Regions from separate parts of the Macaca mulatta genome. Here region 2 is linked to region 1. The links are chromatin contacts, called in public Hi-C maps. All regions are on one chromosome and are shown on one strand. Each heading gives the region's core, a stretch centred on a gene start, on an enhancer-like site or on the middle of the called end of the contact. The rest is flanking DNA. Distances are from core to core; before and after follow the strand shown. Region 1 holds the start of MSL2 (MSL complex subunit 2). Region 2 holds the start of STAG1 (STAG1 cohesin complex component).

Region 1 (5,564 bases), core at 1,327-3,826:
GAGCTTTTAAAAATGAGAGTGGCTTTTAGAGTATTTGTCATTTTCCACGTATAAGGCTACCAAATACAGTTTGCACAGCTAATCAAAATTAGGAAGTTGGATTCTTACTGCTTAATATTTAAGTGTTGGTAATATGGTAGGTCTGGTAAAAAAAAAACACAAACCTGCCTTCAAACGATAATAGAAATTATAAATCGAAATTGTATGGGTTCCCTTGATACCTTAACTATTTCTACTCACCTCAAGTGGCAGCTTGTAACTAACATGTACCACATTTACATGTGTCATATACGTGCCTGTGTACATATGTAACATGTGCCACAAAAGATTTACACACATCATAATTTTCACTTTGCAAACGTGTAGAGTGTCTACTGTGCATGAAAAATTGTGCTGAGAAGCTTTGGTGTGTATAGAGATAAGAAATGCTTCCTATGGCCTGTTACTATTTGTGCTACTCAAAAAAGGTTTTGTACTTTGAGAAGGGAGGGAAGTCATCCATTAAGTTAGGCTTTTGTTTATTTATATCCCAGTGCCCTTGATCTCCTGCAAAAACAAAAGGCAAAAGCTTGTTTTAAAAAACAAAATATTCGCAAGGATTTGGGTTTGTTCTAGAGCATTTTTCAAGACATCTGTTCACATAGAAGAGCTAGGTCTTTTGAAAAAGCTAAATCTTTCAAAAAAAGGGAGTTCGTTTTGTTTTTAAAACACGACTCTGTTCCGGTGAGAGCTCGGTGAAGTCCTGATCGGCGCCCATGAAGGCGAGGCCGCTCGAGTCCAGGGACCAGAGGCCGTGGGAACAGCCCGGGTCCGACGGGTACGCGCGGGGGGTGGGTTCGAGCCTCCACGCTTACACACAGTCAGCCAGGGCCTTAGAGACCTCCGACGGCGAACCACCGCAGAGAGGCGCTGACCGCGGCCCCGACCCGGCAAAAGCCGTCTGCACGCCTGCTGGGCGCGCAGCCACGTTCACTGCAGCAATCATTCCGGCTCGGCGAGAGCCAGCCAACCGGCCCAGGCTGCGCCCTTTCCGCGGTCGGGGTGAGCCGTTCCAGGAGAAAGGCCGCGAGGGCGGGGCTTGGGGCCTGGCGAGGCTATTTCCTCACACCGCGGTCAGTCAGGACGAGAGGCCGCATTCAGGCCAGTGCAGAGCGCCACATGGCGCTACCAAGTCGGGCCCCGGCGTTGGCGGGCACAGAAGCAGTGTAATGCGGGAAGCCTGCAGCCCACACCGGGGAAGGATGTGCCAGCTAACGAATGTTTCACCACAGCCCACATGCCTGGGAGAGGGAATTTGAGAGCACGTGGGGGAGGGGCGGCGAGAGCTGTCGGCTCGCAGAGAGCATGCTCCGTTCTGAGAGCCGAAGTGGAGAGCCAGGCATGCGCAGTGAGCCCAGGGTGGGTTGGCAGCGGTGAGGGACTGGCGCGAGCGGGCTGATGTGTTTATCCGGTTTTCTGGGTGGGCGGTCAAAGCGCACGCGTAAGGGCGAAAGGCGGCGGAGCTAGGTAGCGGCTTGCGCATGCGTGGAGTGAGCCGGTAGCTCTGGGAGGCTGTGGAGGGGGTTGTTAGAGGAGAAGCAAGGGAAAAGGGAAGCGAAGGGAGGAAAGGGGGGAGGGGTGAGAGTGTGCTCTGCGCATGCGTGCGAGCGCTAGCGACGACGGCGGCGGGGGAGTCTCGGGGATGACAGTGGCTTTGCCCGTTGGGGTAACGGTCGTCGTCGCCGCCAGCAGAGGCCTGAGGCGCCGCACAGCCCGCGGGATCCATTAAGGCCGCAGCAGCCCGGGCCCTACCGAGCTGGGGTGGCGCGTGGAGTCGGGGTGAGGGCGGCGAGGCCTTGCTGTGTGCGCTGGGCGGCGGCGGCGGGGCCTGGCGGTGTGAGCGCTTGCCTCCCGCGGCCGGGAAGGCGCTGAGGGCGGCGGCGGCCGTCGTGCTCGGTCGAGGAGTCGTCTGTGTGTGCGGCGCCGAAAAGATGGCCGGGCAGTGAGGGGGCGGCGCTTGCGTGTGGTGACCCCGGAGTGTGCGACTGAGGAGCGAGGGGCGCCGCCGCGGCCCGGTCGGGCCTGCTCCCCGCCCCCTCCCGCCCGCCGGCGGCGGCCCGCGCACTTCCTCCCCGGCCCTCCCCTCCGGGTTGAGGACTCTCGCCCGCCTCGCCACCTCGGGGAACTGCGGGCTGCAGCCTACGGGGCGGAGAGCCAGGGCGCAGTCTGGGCCCCGCGTCCGATATGGAGAGTGCGGCGACGGCGTCCGCCAGCCGCAACAGCAACCTTCGTCGCCGCCGCGGTGTCTTGCACTAGATCCGGGAAGCCGCCGCCCGACCGTCGTCCTTGCCTTCGCCGCCGCCTCCGCGCCCTGCACTGGGATGGAGTAAGAGGCTCTGCAGCCCGGGAGAAGCGTGTCGCGCCTCAGACGGGGCCGGGGCCTGCTCCCGCGCCCGCCAGCTCGACCTGAGGAGGCGCCTCCGTGTCCGGAGATGGAGCTCGAGTGCAGGCCGCCCGCCGAGCCGCGGGGCTAGACTGAGCGCCGAGTCCCGCCCCGAGCGCCCAAGCCGCCGCGTTCTGCGCTCTGTGGTCGCTCCGGACGAACTCGAACGCTGGTTTCTCTCTCTCTCTCTTATATTTTTGGAAGTCTCAGGGACGGAGGGGCGCCAAGGCCCCATGTGTGGGAGGATTGCTTCAGCTCCACAAACTTGCACGGATTCTGGTTACTTGTTTGGCCAATGGTTCGGCTCTGATTTCTTCCGAATTGTTGCAAATTCGCCATCGTTCCCTGGCTGCTTACAAAGTTGGATCCGGAATTTCTTTTCAACCGGGAGCCATTGGTGTCGAAGTGTCTGCAATGAACCCCGTGAATGCTACTGCTCTCTACATTTCCGCGAGCCGCCTAGTGCTCAACTACGACCCCGGAGACCCCAAGGCGTTTACTGAGATTAACAGGCTCTTGCCTTACTTCCGACAGTCCCTTTCGTGCTGTGTTTGCGGTGAGATGCTTTTTATTGTTCCCTTTCAATGCTTGTTTTTAAAAAGCCTTCTGGGCAGTGGTAACGTGAGCGGGTCGACGGCCTGGTGGTTGGTATTAAGCTTTTGTTATTTGTGTCGCGCTGTGCGGTCATTAGTTTTGAAACTCGCCGAGGGACTTTTGCCCGGCATTTCAGAAAGGCAGAGAACCCTTTCAGACCGCTTTGTGCAGTGGCGTTAACGTTCAAAATGGTTTAATTCGCCTCGGTTCATCTGGTGGTAGTGGTTTAAGTGGGGGTAACATGCATGCACAATACTTTGCCGCGGGAGCTGATTTCGTACCTACAGCGGTTAAAAGTGGGTAAACATGACGAAGACATGCACATGTGGCGTGTTTGCATTTCCCCAAGCTGGTGTTACGTGGGAGTGGTGGGCTAAGCTGATGAACCCACAGCTGGAGAACCCGGCGCGGAACTTTCCCCCGGGTTCATCCCCAAATGCTTTGACGGTTTGACGGTTAACAGCAAGCCGGGGAAGGCTGGTGGTACTCGAAGTGCTTTTTAACTGGTGGGATTTTTACTTACCACGTTTTCATTTTGTGGTTTAACATACTTTGGCTTCGTCGAGGGTTATTTTAGATGTGTTTGTTCAAAAAATATTAACTCGTGGTAGGTAGGATACTTTTTAATTATTTTTAAGATAGAAGACATATGCTAAATTGTCTAAGGAAAATATCTCAAAAGTGATAATTTGAGTGTTAACTGTGCAGGTATAATAATTACTTGCTTTTCGAAAAACCTGGACTGAGACGTTAATACAAAGGAAAGGGCAACTGGCAAAGCAGTAAAGTAAAGCTCTACTTAATAGTCTATCCGAAGTTTTGAAGTTTTGGTGATCCACTTGTTTAGTTAGAACCTGGGAAATTCAGGCACGTTAAGGCTTCCGCTTTCTTTAAAATTAGATAAAGGAAGAACAGTAATTTGGGACAGTTGTGGCTGAAGGGAGAAATAATATTCATTTGAGGTTTATCCAGCGTTTTCTATATGGATCCTGAAGCAAGACACTGAATGGGTGCAGAAGAGGTGGTGGTGTTTTTTGCAAGACAGGTACTTACTGTCATAAACATTTAAGTAACTGAGTAAGTCATTAAGTGCTGCTCTGACTGGTAACAGACACTTAACACCTATATAGAGGAATAGTCGCCCCGGGCAAATCACCTAACTGCCCTGGGCCTCAGTTTCTTGATGTGTAAAATGAGAATTTTCGGCTAGATTGAGTTTCCTTTCAGCTTAAGTTTTGCAAATGTAGGTGTATAAAAAATTTGCTTGATTTCATGGTAACCTCTCAGTCTACTCCGGCTTTTTTGGAGTGCTTTTTTTTGTGTCCTCACATATTTTGATAGTTTGAGGACTGAGGAAACGGAGCTGCCATAACTTCCTTCTCCATACACTTTTTTTTTTCTTTTCCTTTGGTGACGGCCGTAGGGTGCTACTTTGGTGAGGTAGGGGAAAGAGGGAGGGCCCACTCTGTCCTGCTGAAACAGCATTTGAGAGTGATGTCATTATCAGTTAACATTTGCAGAATCTGGTAGGTCACCTGTTTACTAGATGGGTGAGACTTAGCTCTCTAATTTAAGAGGGAAACGGTAGTTTTGAGTTGTGTAGACCACCACTATCCTAAAACTATTAAGAACCTCAGAGGTTTTAAGTTCTTATTAATAGCTTTCGGTTGGTAGTGGTGGTCTCATTGAACATTTTCCCAGGTTCTAACCTGGACTTTAAATAATGGCATTAAAGATAAAACTACATTTAAAAGTCCAACTGTAGCCTTTTTTGTTTTTATTTTTTGTCAGTCTTGGCAACACAAGGGGAATTTTTCTGACAGGGCTTTCTTATTTCACATCATCCTAAGGGGAATTTTTCTGACAGGGCTTTCTTATTTCACATCATCCTGTGGAAGATCTGTGAGTTCTGCTTCTCCCTTATAATTGAGTAGCTGGCATGGTTTCAGTAATAGGGATGTAGGTTCAGGTTTTTTTCCTCCCATCTCTTTGGACATAAGTCTGTGGTTATCAAGAGATAGAAAAAAAAAAAATCAGTTATTTGAATTTAGCTCCAGCATTTACATATCTTTGTACCAGGTGCGTACTAGACTTTTTTTCCTTAGATGAAAAGCATACGTGCATTCAAATTAATATGTGAATGTGCATGCAGTCTTATTTCACGAAAATAATACACATGTAAAAATGAAGTTTAATTCTGTCGTAATGCTTAATTAGGGAATTTGTTTCAACACGTCCTGTAGATTTGACCCGCTACTACCTTTTCATTCTTTCATTCAACTGTGGTTTTACATAATTTTTGTTTTAACTGGATTGATGTTTTTGCCCTTTCAGACATGCTTTATATCTTCCTCTTTTTTTTCTTTTTTTAAAAATCTTTGTTTTCTTAAGTTTCTTCTGCCTAATACACTCCTTTTTTTCTAAAGGCCTAACTCAACTCCCTGCCTCCTTGGTGAAGTCTTCCTTGCTCACTGCAGCGAAAAGTTTCCTCTGGTCAGGTGCCTGTAATCCCAGCACTTTGGGAGGCCAAGGTGGGCGGATCACTTGA
Region 2 (5,594 bases), core at 717-3,216, 550 kb before region 1:
TTTTTTTTTTTGATACGGAGTCTCACTCTTGTCGCCCAGGCTGGAGTGCAGTGGTGTGATCTCGGCTCACTGCAACCTCCACCTCCCGGGTTCGAGAGATTCTCCTGCCTCAGCCTCCCGAGTAGCTGGCATTACAGGAGCACACCACCACGCCTGGCTAATTTTTGTATTTTTAGTAGAGACAGGGTTTCACCATGTTGGCCAGGGTGGTCTCAAACTCCTGACCTCATGTTATCTGCCCGCCTCGGCCTCACAAAGTGCTGGGATTACAGGCGTGAGCCACCGCACCCTGCCAAGACAACAGAAACTTCTGAGAAACAGAAAGGAAGAAGACAGTGGATACGAAGATACTTACGATATAAGGCGCTAGGAAAGTAGTGGTTGAAGGAGGAGGTGGGAAGGGATGGCATAGTTTCAGGCAGAGGGGGTGGCTTTGGAGAGAAGGAAAAGGGTTCTGGGTTAATTTGGTAAGACATTTTGAGATCACGAACAGGAGGTGGTCACAGATATTTTATTATGGAGGGAATGTCAAATCGGAATTGGAGTCCCATAGCTTTGAGCCCAGGAAACTAGATGAATTTATCTATTAGTATGGGCTGGGACTGGCATCTTTAATAACATGGAAAGCTTGAAACAGTCTTTGTGGAAAATAGGATAGGAAATCAGCCAGAGATTAGAAAAAAACCCAAGAAAATTATAAGGAGGAGTCCAGTCACGAATTCATATCCAATCTGGACAGTTATGACTTCCTGCAGTGAAAAGCCACACATCTTGCAAACCCTTGAGAGAGAAACCGCAAATAGGGGTAACCTATTGGAGATAGGCCCTGAAGACTATAAAGTAGTTGAGTGATTCTATACTGAGATAGAGTTGGCTATAGCGATAGAGCAGTTAGTCAGATATGGGGCTAATGATCCAGTAGAGTAAGGATTCACTTTTGTGGTAAAAAGTTGTAAGCAGGTGAAAGGTAGGGATCCATAACCATAGAGGGGCAGGTGGAGATCAGGGAAGAGGTGACGTTCAACATAGTTAATTATTTCACCTTAGTGATTATTTCTCTTTTGGCATCTAGAAGGCTAAGATTCTCATGTTTATCTCAGAGCTACTGAAAGTAGTCCTAGGTTGCGGAAGGAGAAATCCAATTTCACAGCTGAGTCTATTTTCTCAGTCTAGTTATATTCTCTTCTCACAAACTAGCCAATGCTGCCGCCTTATGCAAAGCCAGCACCACGGAGAGGATGTGCTTTACAGAGGCAGGATGACGCCAATCGGCCTGGGGCGGGCAGTGTTTCGTCTAGATTAATGGCGAGGGAAGTCCCCAACAGTTCCTTTGAAACCTTTTCACCCTCGCCTGGTGAAAGCGCTTGTCAACTGTAAATCGCAAATATAATGCTAAGCTCTGAGGCCCTTGTTAAATCCAAGTGGGAGCAGAGATCTGAGCTGCCTCACCCTCGGGTTTCCGCAGGGCGTCTCGAGAGCTGTGGGTGGGGGCAGCAGGAGCCGGGCGGGGACAGAGGAAAGCGCCGGCCCTGAGACCTAGGGAGGAGCCTCGGTGAAGGAACCCGGGGTGGGTTCCTGCCTAGGTCTCCAAGAAGCTCCAAAAATGGCGGGCGGCAACTCGGAGAGCCGGACGCGCAGGCGCCACCGTGGCCGTTCTTCCGCCCGCCTCGGGCGGCCCAAGAACAGTCCACAGCGCCCTTATCCAGAAGCCTACGCCGCTCGCGATTGGCTGAACTGCGCGACCGCTCCGTATGGGGGCGGGGCCGCCACGCAGCGGCCACGTTTCCCGCCCCGCTGGTGCGCGTGCGCGCAATCCCCACAGGAAAGCGTTTGCGCGCGCTCCTGCCGCGGCCCCTAGCTCGCGCCTCAGCTCCCTCCCCTTTCCGGGCAGGCCCGTCCCGTCAGCAAGGCAGTGAGCACTGCGGCCAGCAGAGGGCGGTCCGGACCCAAGTCTGCAGCGGCGCCATTGGCGTGTGGAAAATGCCACCAGATGGCGGGTTAGGATTGCAGCTCCGTTGAAGGCGCGGCCCCCGCTCCCGAACCCCCGGCGACCACCCCGTAACAACCCCCCCACATCGGGAATAACACACCGGAGACTTTTGGGGGGAAACTAGGTCGACGGCCGGCGGCGCCCGGATGGGCAGCTGAGGTGAGTGCGGGCGGCGGCGACGGCGGCGGGGGGCGGGAAAGAGGGGGAATGCGGCGGCAGCGGCGCGGGGGCTGGAAGCGCCGATCCAAGATGGAGGCCGGGCGAGAGCGAGAGAGCGCGAGCGGGGAGCGGGCGGGCTGGGCGCGGGCCCCGTGCGGGGGAGGGAGGCCGCGCGGGCCTGTGCGGGGTGCGGCGGTCGTGGGCCGTCCGAGTGCCCGGAGAGGCGTCTGTGGGCGCGGCGGGCACCCCGGCGTCTTCGTCGCTTGCTACCCCTTCCGCGGGCACCGAAAATTTTGCCCCCGCCCGCCCGGGCACTACGGCGACAGGCGCGGAAGCCTTTGTGGCGCGCTTGGGCCCGCCGCCAAGCCCGCCCTCCGCCCCCCCCTCGCCCGGGCTCTCGGGACTCGCCCGCGCCCAGCGGGGCCGGGCCGAGGCGGGCTGGCGCGAATGCCTTCCGCCGCCCGCCGACCTGCGTTTCTGCGGTGTTTTAGCGGCGGCGGCGTCACATGACAACGAGTTCGTCTCAGCGGAGGGGCCTGGGGGTCGCTCGGCGGGTCGGCTGGCCCAGGCTTCTTGTTGGCGGGGTGGGGCAGGGGGGTGTTGGCTGGGGGAGATGGGGTGTCCATGCTGGGCTTTCCAGCTATCTGCCCTCTCAGCCCCCGACGGGGGCCTCCTTGTGAAACGTGTCCAGGCCCAAGCACTACCCCGCTAGTTTGCCAGTCCCCTGAGAGACGAGGCCAATAAAAGTTGTTTTCCCTCCTTTCTCGAGGTGGGGGCGGGGTGGGAAACTAGAGTGCTTAGAGTTGGACCTGAGCCTCGTTTGCAGGGTCCGAACTGGGTGCTTCTTGTGTGGTATGGGTACTAAGAAATTTTCAGGTTTTAGGATTGTCACATCACCCCCATCTACCCATATTTGAAATGTTATCGATTCTCTTCACATTGCAGGGAATCGTGCTCCGGGCGTATAAGTCATGGGATGGTTTCGTACACTTACAAAAAGCAATGCAATTTATGATTAAAAAAAAATTATTTGCTGTTAAAGTTGGTGTTAAGATGGATAGAGTTTTTTTCTCGTGGTTCTGACTAGAAAGACTATTTTGCATCTTTGCAAAAATACACGGGAAATATCTGAATTGGCACAGAGTTGTGTGATTTGTAACTTATGTGGAATTTGAATGTGACTCTACATTTTAGTTTTCCTTGTGCTTTAAGAAAATTGCACGTTCTGATGGTGGAGCATTTACGGAAATATACAGAACAGTGAAAATAAAAATAACTTGTTTATTGTAGGGTGATATAATGTACCTTGTTGTTATATTCATAATGTATGAAGAATTCAGACTAAAACATTTTAACCAAGCAGGGAAATATGGAATGGAAAGAAGCAGAAATGTTATTTCCTTGCTTTTGATGATTAAGAATACTTATAAGACAAATTGTTGCCTAAATAAAGTTGTAGAAGATCTACAGGTGTTTTGCCACGTTTTTTTCCTTTACATATTTAAAATGTACTTGGAGTAAACTAAATTAATTCAAGTGATCTACCAGTGGTCATTTTCACAAACGAACTACTTTTGAGTGGAAATTTTTCTGTATCCATTTCAGTTTCGATGTTCTGATAAAGTTAAGGAATATTTAAATAGATGCAAAATATGGAAGTTTGTTGTGTTATTAGGATTGCCTCCTTTGAAGAGACTAATAAAATGGCTAGATTTGATTCTTTCAAAGCCTTAAGGGCACTATGGTGTAGGGAAGGAGTGGGTCCTGGACCGAAGTTACTTTGAACATCCCCTGGGTTTGTGATGTTAAGGATGTTACCCCTTTGAACCTAACTTTCTTTATGTCTAAAAATGGGGAGCCGGGCCTGGTGGTGCACTCCTGTATGTAGTTCCAGCTACTCTGTAGTGAGGCAGGAGGAACCCTTAAACCCAGGAGTTTGAGGCCTGCCTGGGCAACATACAAGACCCCATCTCTTTAGAAAAAAATAAAATGGGGATAGTATCTTATGGTGGTTGTGTAACAAGATGTCTGTGAAAAACACATTTAATTGCTATAACTTAAAATTTACAGAATTTTATACAGTTTTAATATTTTTTTCCTTGATTCTGACTTTATATATGTTCATAATCTCAGTGCTGTGAGAGGAAATAATGTACTCTGGGAAAGATAGATTCTTGTTTCCCCTTTTGTTGTTTTGTTCTGTATCTTTATATCCTTATTGAGGAGGGGTGTATTAGTTTTTTTGTTTTTGTTTTGGATCTATTTGAGATGGAGTCTCATTCTGTCCCCAGGCTGGAGTGCAGTGGCGCAATCTCGGCTCACTGCAACCTCCGCCTCCCAGGTTCAAGCGATTCTCCTGCCTCAGCCTCCCAAGTAGCTGGGACTATAGGTGCGTGCCACCATGCCCAGCTAATTTTTGTATTTTTAGTAGAGGGGTTTCACCATGTTGGCCAGGATGTTCTACATCTCTTCAACTGGTGATCTGCCCACCTAAGCCTCCCAAAATGCTGGGATTACAGGTGTGAGCCACTGTGCCCGGCCAGAGTTGTCTTTCAAGGTCACTACTTGTTGGCACAATTAATTTCCTTGTGATAGTATGACTGAAGTCCCCATCTTCTTGTTAGCTGTTGGCCAAGGACTGCTCTCAGTTCCTTGCCTTGTGGCCCCATAGTTCACAACATGGCTGTTAGCTTTTATCCAGGCTAACAGGAATCAGCCTCACTATTTCCTCTGTGTCTGACCTCTGACTCCCCTTTAAGGTCTCTTTTAAAAGCTCACCAGATTAGGTCAGGCCCTTTGTGGTAAACTTAACTGATTAAGGGCCTTAATTACATATGCAAACATATATTTTGTCATATAACATAACCACAGTAATGATATCCCGTTATATCTACAGGTCTCTCCCACACTCAAGGGGAGGGGATGATACAAGGGTGTGGGTTAGTGGCGGCTCTTAAGAATTTTGCCTGCCTGGGAAAATAAGTATCTTCACGTTTACCTCTTCAGATTCTGGACATACAAGGAGAGGACATAGGCAGAGCAGTAACCCCGCTTGATCAGCTTACTCTTACTTATATTGCCTTTTCCTCACCTTTTTTCTTTCCCCTATTTCCTGTTACCTTAGTTTACATGCCTTCCTCTAGAAAATAATTTTATTGCTTTGAGAGGAAATTAAAATAAAAATGAAAATTAAAAAAGTTATAAAGAAGGGAGGCAATGGGAGAAGGGAGTTTATATAATTATTTTTTCTTTCATTTCTGCCAGTAAGAACACTTTTTTAAAAAAAAATTTTTAAAAATTATTATTGGTCCGGTGTGGTGGCTAGTGCCTATAATCCCAGCACTTTGGGAGGTCGAGGTGGGTGGATCACCTGAGGTCAGGAGTTCGAGACCAGCTTGGCCAACATGGTGAAACCTGTCTATACTAAAAATACAAAAATTAGCTA

The links. Hi-C and Micro-C count contacts between places; a contact is called where the count stands out from the background.
Region 2: a Hi-C map of fetal cortex germinal zone shows a contact between it and region 1, with 5 times the contacts expected there. The contact joins the promoter of STAG1 here to the promoter of MSL2 in region 1. A contact is called at or near these places in 3 of 14 Hi-C or Micro-C datasets (blood, fetal cortex germinal zone and liver).

The regions. Positions count from the first base shown.
Region 1 is chr2:39,198,822-39,204,385 of T2T-MMU8v2.0, reverse strand. MSL2 (MSL complex subunit 2) reads left to right here and starts at 2,576. Exons shown (of 2, transcript NM_001266958.1): 1 at 2,576-2,978. The coding sequence starts at 2,837.
Region 2 is chr2:39,750,090-39,755,683 of T2T-MMU8v2.0, reverse strand. STAG1 (STAG1 cohesin complex component) reads left to right here and starts at 1,966. Exons shown (of 34, transcript XM_077991520.1): 1 at 1,966-2,149.